Regions from separate parts of the Sus scrofa genome. Here region 2 is linked to region 1. The links are chromatin contacts, called in public Hi-C maps. All regions are on one chromosome and are shown on one strand. Each heading gives the region's core, a stretch centred on a gene start, on an enhancer-like site or on the middle of the called end of the contact. The rest is flanking DNA. Distances are from core to core; before and after follow the strand shown.

Region 1 (5,472 bases), core at 1,761-4,260:
CTGCAGCCTGATCTCCTGCATTATTTGCCTATTAAAAATACTGGCATTTAGAAATTATATTCCTAATTTTCACTAGTCGCACTTACTCTCTATATAATCCTCAGTAGACTGGAAAATCTTCATCTGAATCTCAGTCTGATAGAGAAAGTTGGATCTAATCTCTAATTTCCTAAAATACCCTCATAAGCCTGTGTGTAGTCACTGCTGGCATTTATTGGTCCTTGGGGAGCTGCGAGATTGGGAAAGACAGGAGGGAAATAAGAGTGAAAGGAGAGAAAAGAGCTCTAAGTTTGATCAGAAGAGCGGAGGATACAAGCTTCGGCCATGATCGATCTGGCAAGGGAATGAAGCCGCGAGGAAATCCACAAAGTGCAGCATTGCTTCCAAGGAGGAGAAAGCCATTATCCTGGACTGTGTATTAGTTGGGACTGGCATGTGAAAATCTGCCTTTTAAAAATCATTATTTTTATGCAGAAAGAACAAACGGCTTAAATTAGGCACCAGGAAGAGGAGTTAAAAATACATCCTTTGGCCAAGGAGAATCATAATGCAATTTTGTATTTATATGACACTTAACCAGTTTACAAAGTGCTTTTTTTGTTTTTTTTTTTAGGGCCTCACCCATGGCATATGAAGGTTCCCAGGCTAGGGGTTGAATCAGAGCTGTAGCTTCCAGCTTATGCCACAGCCACAGCAACGCAGGATCTGAGCTGCGTCTGCGACCTACACCACAGTTCACGGCAACGCCGGATCCTTAACCCACTGAGTGAGGCCAGGGATCTGAAACCTCATGGTTCCTAGTCGGATTCGTTTTCACTGCGCCACGACGGGAACTCCCAGTTTACAAAGTGCGTAAAAAAATTTTTTTTTATATATAGTGTATTGTTTGTTGACAATGCTTGTGTCAATTTCTGCTGTACAGCAAAGTGACCCAGTCATACACACACACACACAGACACACATATACCACACACACACACACACACACACACACACACTGCATTTCTTATATTATCTTCCATCACGATATGTCTCAAGAGAGTGGGTATAGTTTCTTGTGCTGTACAGTAGGACCTCATTGCTTATCCATTATAAATATAATAGTTTGCATCTCCTAACCCCAAACTCCCATAAAATGCTTTCTATCTCCATTATCTTGTTTGACTCTCAAAACTACCCAAGGGGTGGGCAGTGCAACCAACCCCACTTCGCACATCAGGATGCGGAGACTCAGAGAAGTTCAAAGCCTTGCTTGAGGATGCACAGCCACCGACTGGGTGAGCTGGCATGAAAATCTAGGTTTTCACTTTCTAAATGTGTGAAATGGGGCTAATGACACCTACTGTTGCAAAGACGTGTTCAGTGTAACCACGTAATAAAGGTCTAGACACAGAGTCAGTGTGTGTGTGAGCCAGTTTTGTTATTTAGAAAGAATAAGTTAAAATGCCCATTTCCAACGATATATGTGTTAAAGATCTTTGGTTGCAACAACAGAAACTGATTAACTTGTTAACTGTCTGCTAAATTACCTCCCAAATTCCCTCCTCCCTGCCCCTGCTTTGTGCAAAAAAAGATATTATTGGAAGAACACAGAAGAGCTGTAGAATCAGAGGGAAAGCAGATGAGCCAGGCTTTGAAGAGTATAGGATGCAGGAGAAATTAGGATTGACCTGCTTTGGGCCACATATATACCCTATAGCTAGGGGACGCAAATGTCCTTGACAGGCAGACGCTGCAGTGGAAAAGGAATTATTTGTAGAGAAAAATGGGAGGCTGTTGCAGAAGGAGAAGAAATAAGTGTCTGGCAGGAAAAAAAAAAAAAATTAGATGCCACTACACAGGATATTTCTCGAATGAAGATCTTAAAAATCACTTAATGTAAGCTAAAGATAATGACCCGTATTTACTGAACACTTATGTGCCAGGTACTATTACATTTATTAACTCATTTCATTCTCTGGTAACCCTATGAAGCGAATAGTATTTTTGGTTCCATTTTACGGGGAAGGAAACTAAAGCACATTTGACCAGAGTGGCGGAGATGAGTTTAACACTCAGGTAGAGCTCATCCCGACGGAAAATAATTGTCTTTCTTTCCTTCTTTTTGGTCTTTTTAGGGCCCCACCCGAACCATAGAGAGGTTCCCAGGCTAGGGGTCGAATCAGCTGCAGCTGCCGGCCTACACCACAGTCACGGCCACTTAGGATCTGCATCTGTGACCTATGTGGCAGCTTCTGCAACGCTAGATCCTTAACCCACTGAGTGAGGCCAGGGATTGAACACACATCCTCATGGATACTAGTTAGGTTCTTAACCTGCTGAGCCACAACAGGAACTCCAGAAAATGATACTCTTTAGAAGATTGCAAAAATCAGAAGAGTTGGGAGCTCCTGGCGCAGCGGAAACAAATTCGACTAGAAACCATGAGGTTGCAGGTTTGATCCCTGGCCCTGCTCAGTGGGTTAAGGATCTGGCATTGCCATGAGCTGTGGTGTAGGTTGCAGATGTGACTCAGATTCTGCGTTGCTGTGGCTGTGGCATGAGCCGGAAGCTATAGCTCTGATTCAACCCCTAGCCTGGGAACCTCCATATGCCCTGGGTGCAGCCCTAAAAGAAAATAATAATAATAATAATAATAAAATAGTCAGTGCCTAGTAATGTATTTCATTATCATTAGGTGACTTGGCCTGTCTGCAGGCAAGTGGGCTTTAAAAACTGATATTGCACAGGGGCCATTATTATTTCAGTTGGACTCTGTTGGGGTAAAAGTCCAGGAAAATTGATTTGATTAGTGCTGCACTGAAGTCTCCCAAGGAGCGAGCCAGGCGCTGTGCTTGTTCTATGCACTTACGAACTCTGTGTGTCTGGAGTGCTAGCTTCTCATCTTTTTTTCTCAGACTTGAGAAAAAATTCCTTGGGGCTGGGCAAATTCTTTGGGGCTGAGAGCAGAGCACGAGGTCTTTGTTTGATGGCCACACAACAGCCCGTGGAGAAGCCCTTGACTCATCCTTTAGGGCTCAATCCCCTCCCCTTCCTGCCTCCCTCTCCACTGCTGGTCCTCGCAGCTCTGCCTCTGAAACTACCCTGAAGAAGTGGGCTGCAGGACCCGGAGCTGGAAGGGTCTCCAGGAGCGGCTTAGCCCAGCCTTTGAGCTGCTTATCCACGGAGGTGGGGGCAGATAATCGAACAGTTACCAAAAAGGTGGAGGGATGGACTGTGTCCAGGAGGAGCAGCTGCCTGCCAGCTTCAGAGCCTCTGAGCCTCCGTTTAGGTGGGACAACCGAGGACTCCACAATTCTCTGAAGATCCCAGTACACAGCCCCTCAGAACAAGAAGAGAAAAATAAGCCCTGCAGCACCATTCCACCCCGCTCCCGCAAGCCCGAGCCCCGCTCCTGTCCCCCTGAAGAAGCAAGGCCACGCAAGAGCCAGGGGTTACTTATTTTCGGGAAGCAGAAATGAGGACCCGTGTTCAGGGAAACGGATTTCCAAGAAGCATGTGGCTTCTTGACTGCTGACCCGCTTCCGGATTCCATCCTGGCAGCCGTGGTTTCGAGAACATCATCGGGGCAGCTTCCCCGCCGTGCAGCCCATGTTGGAACTTCTGTCTTTAAGAGGCACAAAGAGCTGCATCGCATAATGTAACCTGATGTTCTGACAACCCCACTTCTACTCAGGCTGAATGTAAAGGTCACCGTTGTGGGGAAAGGGTGGCAAGAGAATGAAAGTGCCTGAAACACAAATTTCACAGGCACTTCCTCCTTTGGAGCGTCTTGCGCTATGACATAGAGGCAAGACTGCCTGTGAGTTTAACAACATATACAGGCTTAGGAGCCATTTCTTGGGAACAAGGTCACTTTCAGCAAAGTTGTGAACGAGGCAGACAAGTGTGAAGTGGTCCAAGAGTGTCTTAGATGCTCTCTGTAAGATCAATAATTCCTTCCCCCCAGCTTATACAGCACCCACTACGTGTCAGGAATTGGGCCAGGAATCAAATGGGGCCTGAGGCCAACCCAATCCCCACCGTCACAGAGCTCCCAGTTTGTCAGGGAAGGGAGTCAGAGACACGGAATTACAGTGCAGGGAGATGAGGGTCAGATAGAGGACAGGCACTGGGGAAGCACATGGCAGGAGGATCTGTAAGGGTCTAAAGTCATGAATAGCATCGTCCCCCAGGGAGGTCATGCTTGAGTGGAGGAAAGCATGTGATTGGCGGGAGAGAAGCAGTTCAGGAGAAAGGAAGGAGTAACACGGAGAGAGGGAAGAGTACATCCAGATACAGAGGAGGAGAAATAACACGTGGTAACTGGCGCCCAAGATAATCCTGAACAGGAGCAGAAAATTATGGTCCTCAGGCCAAATCCGGCCTCTGCCCAGTTTTATAAATAAAGTTTTATTGGGGAGTTCCTGTCGTGGTGCAGTGGTTAACAAATCTGACTAGGAACCATGAAGTTTCGGGTTTGATCCCTGGCCTCGCTCAGTGGGTCAAGGATCTGGCGTTGGCTGTGAGCTGTGATGTAGGTTGCAGATGAGGCTTGGATCTGGCATTGCTGTGGCTGTGGTGTAGGCCAGCAGCTACAGCTCTGATTCAACCCCTAGCCTGGGAACCTCCACATGCCACGATTGTGGGTGTGGCCCTAACCACACCCCCTCCAAAAAAAAGAAAAAGAAAAAGTTAGTATTTGTCTCTCCAGTGATGATGGCCTTTTTGGGGACATGCTCAAAGTAAAACCTGGACTAAGCCAGGATTTTCATCCCGATATATCTTTCTCGAACCCCATGTTCTCTTGTCTACCCCTGTATTTCTCAAGTTGGGAACTGTACCACAGTGTTAGCGGAGGTAATGGCAGGTGGCACAGAAACTTGGCTTTAAATAACATTATGGTGACAGGAGGAGGAAGTTGTTTCCTCGTTCGTCTTCAATTCTTTTGCAGAACAATGAAGAAAACAGGCTTTGGAGCCAGGCTGTTCTATCACTGTAGTTATCTGTGGCTCTAGAGCAGACTCGTCCAAAACTCAGAGACTTCAAGCACCCATGAAAACGTATGATCTTAGATCATGTGCATGGGCCAGGATTTGGAGGGCAGCTAAGCTAAGCGGTTCTCACTTGGGGAGGGGAGTGTCTCATGAGGTCATGGTGGAGATGCCAGGGCCGCAGTCCTCTGAAGGCTCGACGGGGGTTGAAGGGTCCTCTGGTACAATCGCTCACTCGCATGGCTGGAAGGTCGGTGCTGGCTGTTGGTGGGAGGCATCAGTTCCTTGTTGTGTGGGCTTCTCCATGCAGCTGCTTGAGGGGCCTCATGACCTGGAAGCTGGCTCTCCCAGAGCAATTGGTCTAAGAGAGTAAGGCAGAAGCAACCGTATCTTTTATGACCTAGCCTTGTATTTTGGTCAGCTTGGGCTGCTCTAACACAATAGCACAAACGGAGTGACTTTTAAACAACAGAAACTTGGATCTCCTAGTTCTGGAAGG
Region 2 (5,633 bases), core at 1,766-4,265, 910 kb after region 1:
TTTTTTAGGATGCAAAAGAATTAGCTCGATGAAGTAAGAAGGGAAATGAAGAAAGCTTTCCAGGAAGAGCAAGTATCTGTGGAGTAAAAGCAGCAATGTCAGTGACTCTAAGAAGCCAAGCTATTCAGTCAATAGGCTCTGCCTTTGTCCGTGGATGACCATGGGAGGGAATTCACTGTGCCTAGCATGGCTCTGTGGGTTAAGGACAGACCCAGGAGATAGGTGATGTGGTCTCTGTCCTCTAAGATGTCATATTCAGCAAAACTAAACACACAAGAAAGAACCGAAGAAGAATCTGAGACAGCATATAACCAGTACTGAACTTAGTATCCAGACGCTAATGAAAATAGCAAGAAAAATAGGATGATAACATGTATCGGTTTACAATTTGTCAAGCCCTGGGCTGAACACTTTACATGCTTCTCCTGCTGGAATTCAGCTGACAAACACCCACGTTGTGACTTTCTCCAACAACAAAACCTCCAGCAGATTTCAGAGAAGGAAGAGATTGACCTTACTGCCTCATGAAGACAGGAAAGCTTGAGCTAGGCTTTGAAGAAAGGAACAATTTTGAATAGAGGAATTGGTGAGCAAGGCAGCCTGATGGAAATATAATGGATGCCCCAAATACAAGCCACAGGCATCATTTAAACTCTTCCCATATCCACACTTTTAAAGAGTAAAATGAAGGCTAACTTTAAAAATGTATTTATTTAATCCATTATTAGAATGGATTGTCATTCCAACATGTAATCAGTATGAAACATTAGTAATGAGATTTTTAAAAATTTTTTTTCTTTGTTAGGTCTTTGAAATCCTTTGTGTATTTTAACTTCCAGCTCTTCTCCAGTGCTCAATAGCCACATGTGGGTGATGGCTACTATCTTGGAAACACAATCAAGAAAGAAGCAAGAACTGGCATTTACACCCCGATGATCATAGCAGCACTATTCACAACAGCCAAGATATGGAAGCAGCCTAAGTGTCCACTGACAGATGAATGGATAAAGAAGATGTGGTGCATATACAAAGTGGAATATTACTCAGCCATAAAAAGGAATGGAACAGTGCCATTTGCAGCAACATGGAAGGACCTAGAGATCATCATACTAAGTGAAAGTAAGCCGGAAAGAGAAAGACAAATACCATATGATAGCACTTATATGTGCAATCTAAGAAAAGGATACAAATGAAGTTATTTACAAAACATAAATAGACTCACAGACATAGAAAACAAACTTATGGTTACTGAAGGGGAGAGAGGGCCTGGAAGGATAAATTAGGAATTTGTGATTAACATGTACATACTACTACATGTAAAATAGATAACCAACAAAAACCTACAGTACAGCACAGGGCATTGTACTCAACATCTTATAATAATTTATAATGGAAAAGAATCTTAAAAAGTGTATATATACACACACACACACATATATATATATAACTTTGCTGTATACCTGACACTAAAAAGTGTGTGTGTATATATATATATATATACACACACACACACATATATATAAACACCTTGCTGTATACCCAACACAAACATAATTTTGTAAATTGACTACATTTCAACAAAAATGTTTTAGAAGACCTGGCATTTACCAAAATCTCACGTGGCCTCAGTCACTTTTTATACACTATTTTTCATCTTCCCAACCACTCTCTTAGGAAAATATTATTATTATCCCCATTTTAAAGATGAGAACTGAGACTCTAAGAGAGCGAGTCACCAGCTAAATAAGTGGGTTGACCTAGAATTGAAACCCAGACCCAACCAACTTCAAGCTCGGGCATACCTCTCAGGCAAGGATGGCTTGGGCAAAGGGCCCCGGGAAGTGCTTACTACAAAACAAGGTGATGCCTGAACAAGGAGAAACCACACAGATCCTGGGTCGACTTCTCAGCAGCCTCCACCCCAGGCCTCCCAGCCTGGCTCATGGAGCCTCCTGGAGTTGGAGGAGGGAGAGAAAGGGAACAAACAAACCAAGTTTCCCTTTCCAGTTAAACAGAAATGGAAGCTCTCGCACTGCTCCCTGACAGCAAAACTACAAAAGGATATTGCAGGAGGCAAGGCGAGGCACCTGTGGTACATAAATATTTAACTTTTGTTGCAGGGAAGTGCAGGATGAGGCAACACTTGGCTGCTTCTCAGCCAGCGGAGCGGGGCTGCCATATACCCCTTGGAGCCTTGATTTTGTCGTGATTGCTCTTTCTCTAACTATTAAGAGAGGAAGGGGGCTGGGGTGTAAACAAAATTAACAGTAATTTATGATCTGAAAAGGGACAGCGGGAGTTTGAAATCTGTCTGCATTAGGACACCTTCCCTGCCCTCCACTGGAACCCCAAGCCACGAGATCCTGTAGGAAAAGGATGTTTATACAGCGGTCCTGGCAGGAGAGCTGCTTTTCCTTGTGCCCAGAGGGCAAGGTTCAGCCAACTTTCCAGAGGGGCCTGGCCTGCGCTAAGTATGCTGCTGGGACCCTGTCCCCTGCGTGGGCGGATCCTGAGCTTTTTAGATCTTTGTTTTATTTTACTTCTTTCTTGTTCAGTGATCCCTCCCTGTTTTCTGCAGGGACCTCCCGGGCTGCCCCTCCTCCACCTCAACCACTGGCCCACCAGGAAAACTGCCAGGAGGGACACCCAGCAGCTCCTGGGCGGGAATTTTTCCCGTGCATCTGCCTTTGCTAACTCCTGACTCTTGGAGACAAAGGTTTACCCCGCCTCTCTAAGGCATGTTTTGTGCCACGCAGTTTCACTTCGCAAGACCTACTTTTCAAGGCGAGGACTGGCAAGGCCACACTATGCAGCAACTTCAGCTGGAGTCAAAAAGAAAGCCAATGGAGCCCCAGGATTTTGTTTCTTTCTTTCCTCTGTCCCGTCTTTTCGGGTGGGCATTGGGATGGGCCTGGCCCGGCTTGGAACCCTGTCTCTGGCAGCCGGTTCATAGTCCACTCAACATTGAGGATGTGATCACGCCTTCAGATGAATCTTGGAGCTGAAGGAAGAGACAAAAAGAAAATTTCATAACCCACCCAGAATCTCTTCGCTGAAGTGCCACACGCTCTTACGCCTTCACCAGCTAGTCTCTCAGATCACTAGCGACCCCAAGTGGCCAACTTTGGATGATGGTCATTTTTTTTTTCTGCAGAAAGTTTTTTACTCCTAAATCCTGATAGAATTTAAAAACTGCAGAGCTGAAAGATCCATTAATGTCACCTGACCCAATCCCCCTTTTTACAGGAAGGAGGGGTCCAGAGAGGTAATGAGGGATTCCTAAAATCACACAGCATGTTAGGATCAAGTTGGGAAGCAAGGAAAGTTTGCAAGAGACTCTGTGGGACCAGATTTTAGTTCCTTAACAGAAGGGACAAAAGGTTTTTTTCTCCCAGGCTACAAAAGAAACACTGCTATTATGAAAGATCACCACGGTGAAGCTGCATGTTTTTTTTTGTTTGTTTTGTTTTCTTTTTTTCTTTTTAGGGCCACACCCATGGCACATCCAAGTTCCTGGGCTAGGGGTCTCATCGGAGCTGCGGCTGATCCAACAGCAACACCAGATCCAAGCCACGTCTGCGACCTACACCACAGCTCACAAAGCCGCCTGTCCCAACAGACCCGAAGTTCCACTGGCTACACAATCAATGCACACATTTCTTTTCCTCGTCTATGCCTAAATTGATCATGACAATTAATCAATTAATCATGACAAGTGTGGGGCCAGCCTGGGAGAGAAAGAGAAAGTCAGAATTTGGCAAATGTGGTTTAGATGCTAATTCCCAAAGCCTGAGCCTGGCCTCGAGTCAAGAAGTTGGCATTTGGTTCCCATCCTCATAACAGCCCTGCTGAGTGGACACTATCCCTCCCACCTTAGAAATGAGAAAATGGGAGTTCTAGTCATGGCTCAGAGGAAACAAATCCGACTAGGAACCATGAGGTGGCGGGTTCGATCCCTGGCCTCGCTCAGTGGGTTAAGGATACGGCATTGTGGTGAGCTGTGATGTAGGTGGCAGTCGCGGCTCAGATCCTGTGTTGTTGTGGCTGTGGCTTTGCTGTGGCTATGCCGTAGGCTGGCAGGTGTAGCTTCGATTGGACCCCTAGCCTGGAAACATCCATATGTTGCATGTGCGGACCTAAAAAGAAAAAAAAAAAAGAAAGAAAGAAAGAAAGAAAGAAATGAGAAAATGGAGGCTCAGAAAACTTAACTTGCCTCAAATCACTCAGCTACTAAAGTGCAAAGCCAGCTCTCTGTGAATGCCTTGATTTACCTATCCATCAAATGGGATAGTAAAAACCTACCTATAAACCCAGAAAATGTCAATGTAGAAAGGGGCCTCAGAGGAGCCCCCTTCCAAATCAAATAGACCCCTCGTGCATAAAACAGACAAAAAGTGTTTGTTTGTGATAATGTCCATCAAAGACAATATGGGTCCTGTTTAAATGAACACCAGGAGAGCCCACTGACCTTAAAATCTGGAACCTCTAAGGCTTTGGTCCACTCTTCCCCACAGTGTCACCTCTCCCTTGAGTGTCTCAAGTATTCTCCTCCTGTACAGTGGGCTGGCCCCTGGCCTGACACCCCCTCCCCTCAGCAGCTCTGTCCCAGGAATGCACAGAATTCCCTTTACTGTCGGCTCTGAGCTCCATGGACACAGTCTGGAATTTTCCCAATGCCATGCTTACACTTACTGCAGGAGACTAGAAGGTCAGTGAACACAAAGAGTGTGAGGGAAACCTAAAATCCATCTGGTTTACAAAGCCTGAAATTCTCATCCAGATTTTTCAAGAAGTGGTTCTCTCCAGAGTTAGCAAATCCTGTTCTGTTCCCAGAAGAGTCTTACGATAAAACCCTCCGTGTAAATTGTCACAGTCCTTCTGCAAAAACAGTGTGGCCACATGCTTCAAGGTCTGTGAAAGAGTCCTACCCTTTAGCTCAGTAAGTCCACGTCTGGCAATGCACCCGAATGGAATCACCAAAATTGCAGCTGGTAATTTACACGCAAAGACTACCATCACTCATTTGCTATGATTACTTAAAAAAAAAAAACAAAAAGACAGAGGCAAGTTATACAACAATAGGGCTTACGACATAACCAGAAGATGGAAGCATACATAACCATCAAAAAGACATTTTCAAAGTATTTTTAATGACACTAAATGGAAAAAAAGCATTTCAAATGGTGTTAAGTGAAGGAAGCAGGGTGCAAAAGGGGTACACCTGATGCGATCAAATATTTTAAACCAAAATAAGTGAAGTACAAGTGTAGAGGGGAAAAAAAGAGAGAAGAAACTTGCTAACATGTTCACAGTCGTTAGGACCAAGTGGCAGGATTAACATTGATGTCTTTCCTCCTTGTCTTTTTGTTTTAGTTTTACTGTGAGGCTGCAGGAATTTACAATCTGAAAATAAAACAGTCTTTTTTAAAGAGGTTGACCCTGTAGCCCCAAAGCTGCTGCATTTCCTCAGGCCACATCTTCCTTCCCCTGCTCTGCCTTCACCTTGCTCAGCTCGATGCATGGTCCTCCACCGGCCTCACTCCTGCCTGGACCTTCCTCCTGGACTTTCTGCTAGTCCACCTGAGAGACCCAGGCAATGAGGGGACCCTTCCAAGGGCCCCTCGGAATCACAT

Evidence for each region. A called contact is a pair of places that touch in the nucleus more often than the background predicts.
Region 2: a Hi-C map of retroperitoneal adipose tissue shows a contact between it and region 1, with 3 times the contacts expected there. The contact joins two enhancer-like sites. A contact is called at or near these places in 22 of 47 Hi-C or Micro-C datasets (adipose tissue, alveolar macrophages, brain and 13 more) and 2 of 2 datasets of contacts at active chromatin or transcription factors (alveolar macrophages and skeletal muscle).

Annotation. Positions count from the first base shown.
Region 1 is chr8:11,483,396-11,488,867 of Sscrofa11.1, forward strand. All of the region lies in intron 2 of LOC106504591 (a long non-coding RNA gene), which reads left to right. Among named protein-coding and RNA genes, the nearest start is that of TAPT1, 70 kb to the left of the region's middle. Within about 2 kb of position 3,011, at least 9 of the 83 cell types and tissues checked have an H3K27ac peak or open chromatin away from gene starts, as enhancers often do. A contact at or near this core is called in retroperitoneal adipose tissue, where this site is marked.
Region 2 is chr8:12,395,841-12,401,473 of Sscrofa11.1, forward strand. It overlaps LOC100739688 (a long non-coding RNA gene), which reads right to left. Exons shown (of 8, transcript XR_304761.3): 6 at 2,777-3,001. Among named protein-coding and RNA genes, the nearest start is that of QDPR, 150 kb to the right of the region's middle. Within about 2 kb of position 3,016, at least 37 of the 83 cell types and tissues checked have an H3K27ac peak or open chromatin away from gene starts, as enhancers often do. A contact at or near this core is called in retroperitoneal adipose tissue, where this site is marked.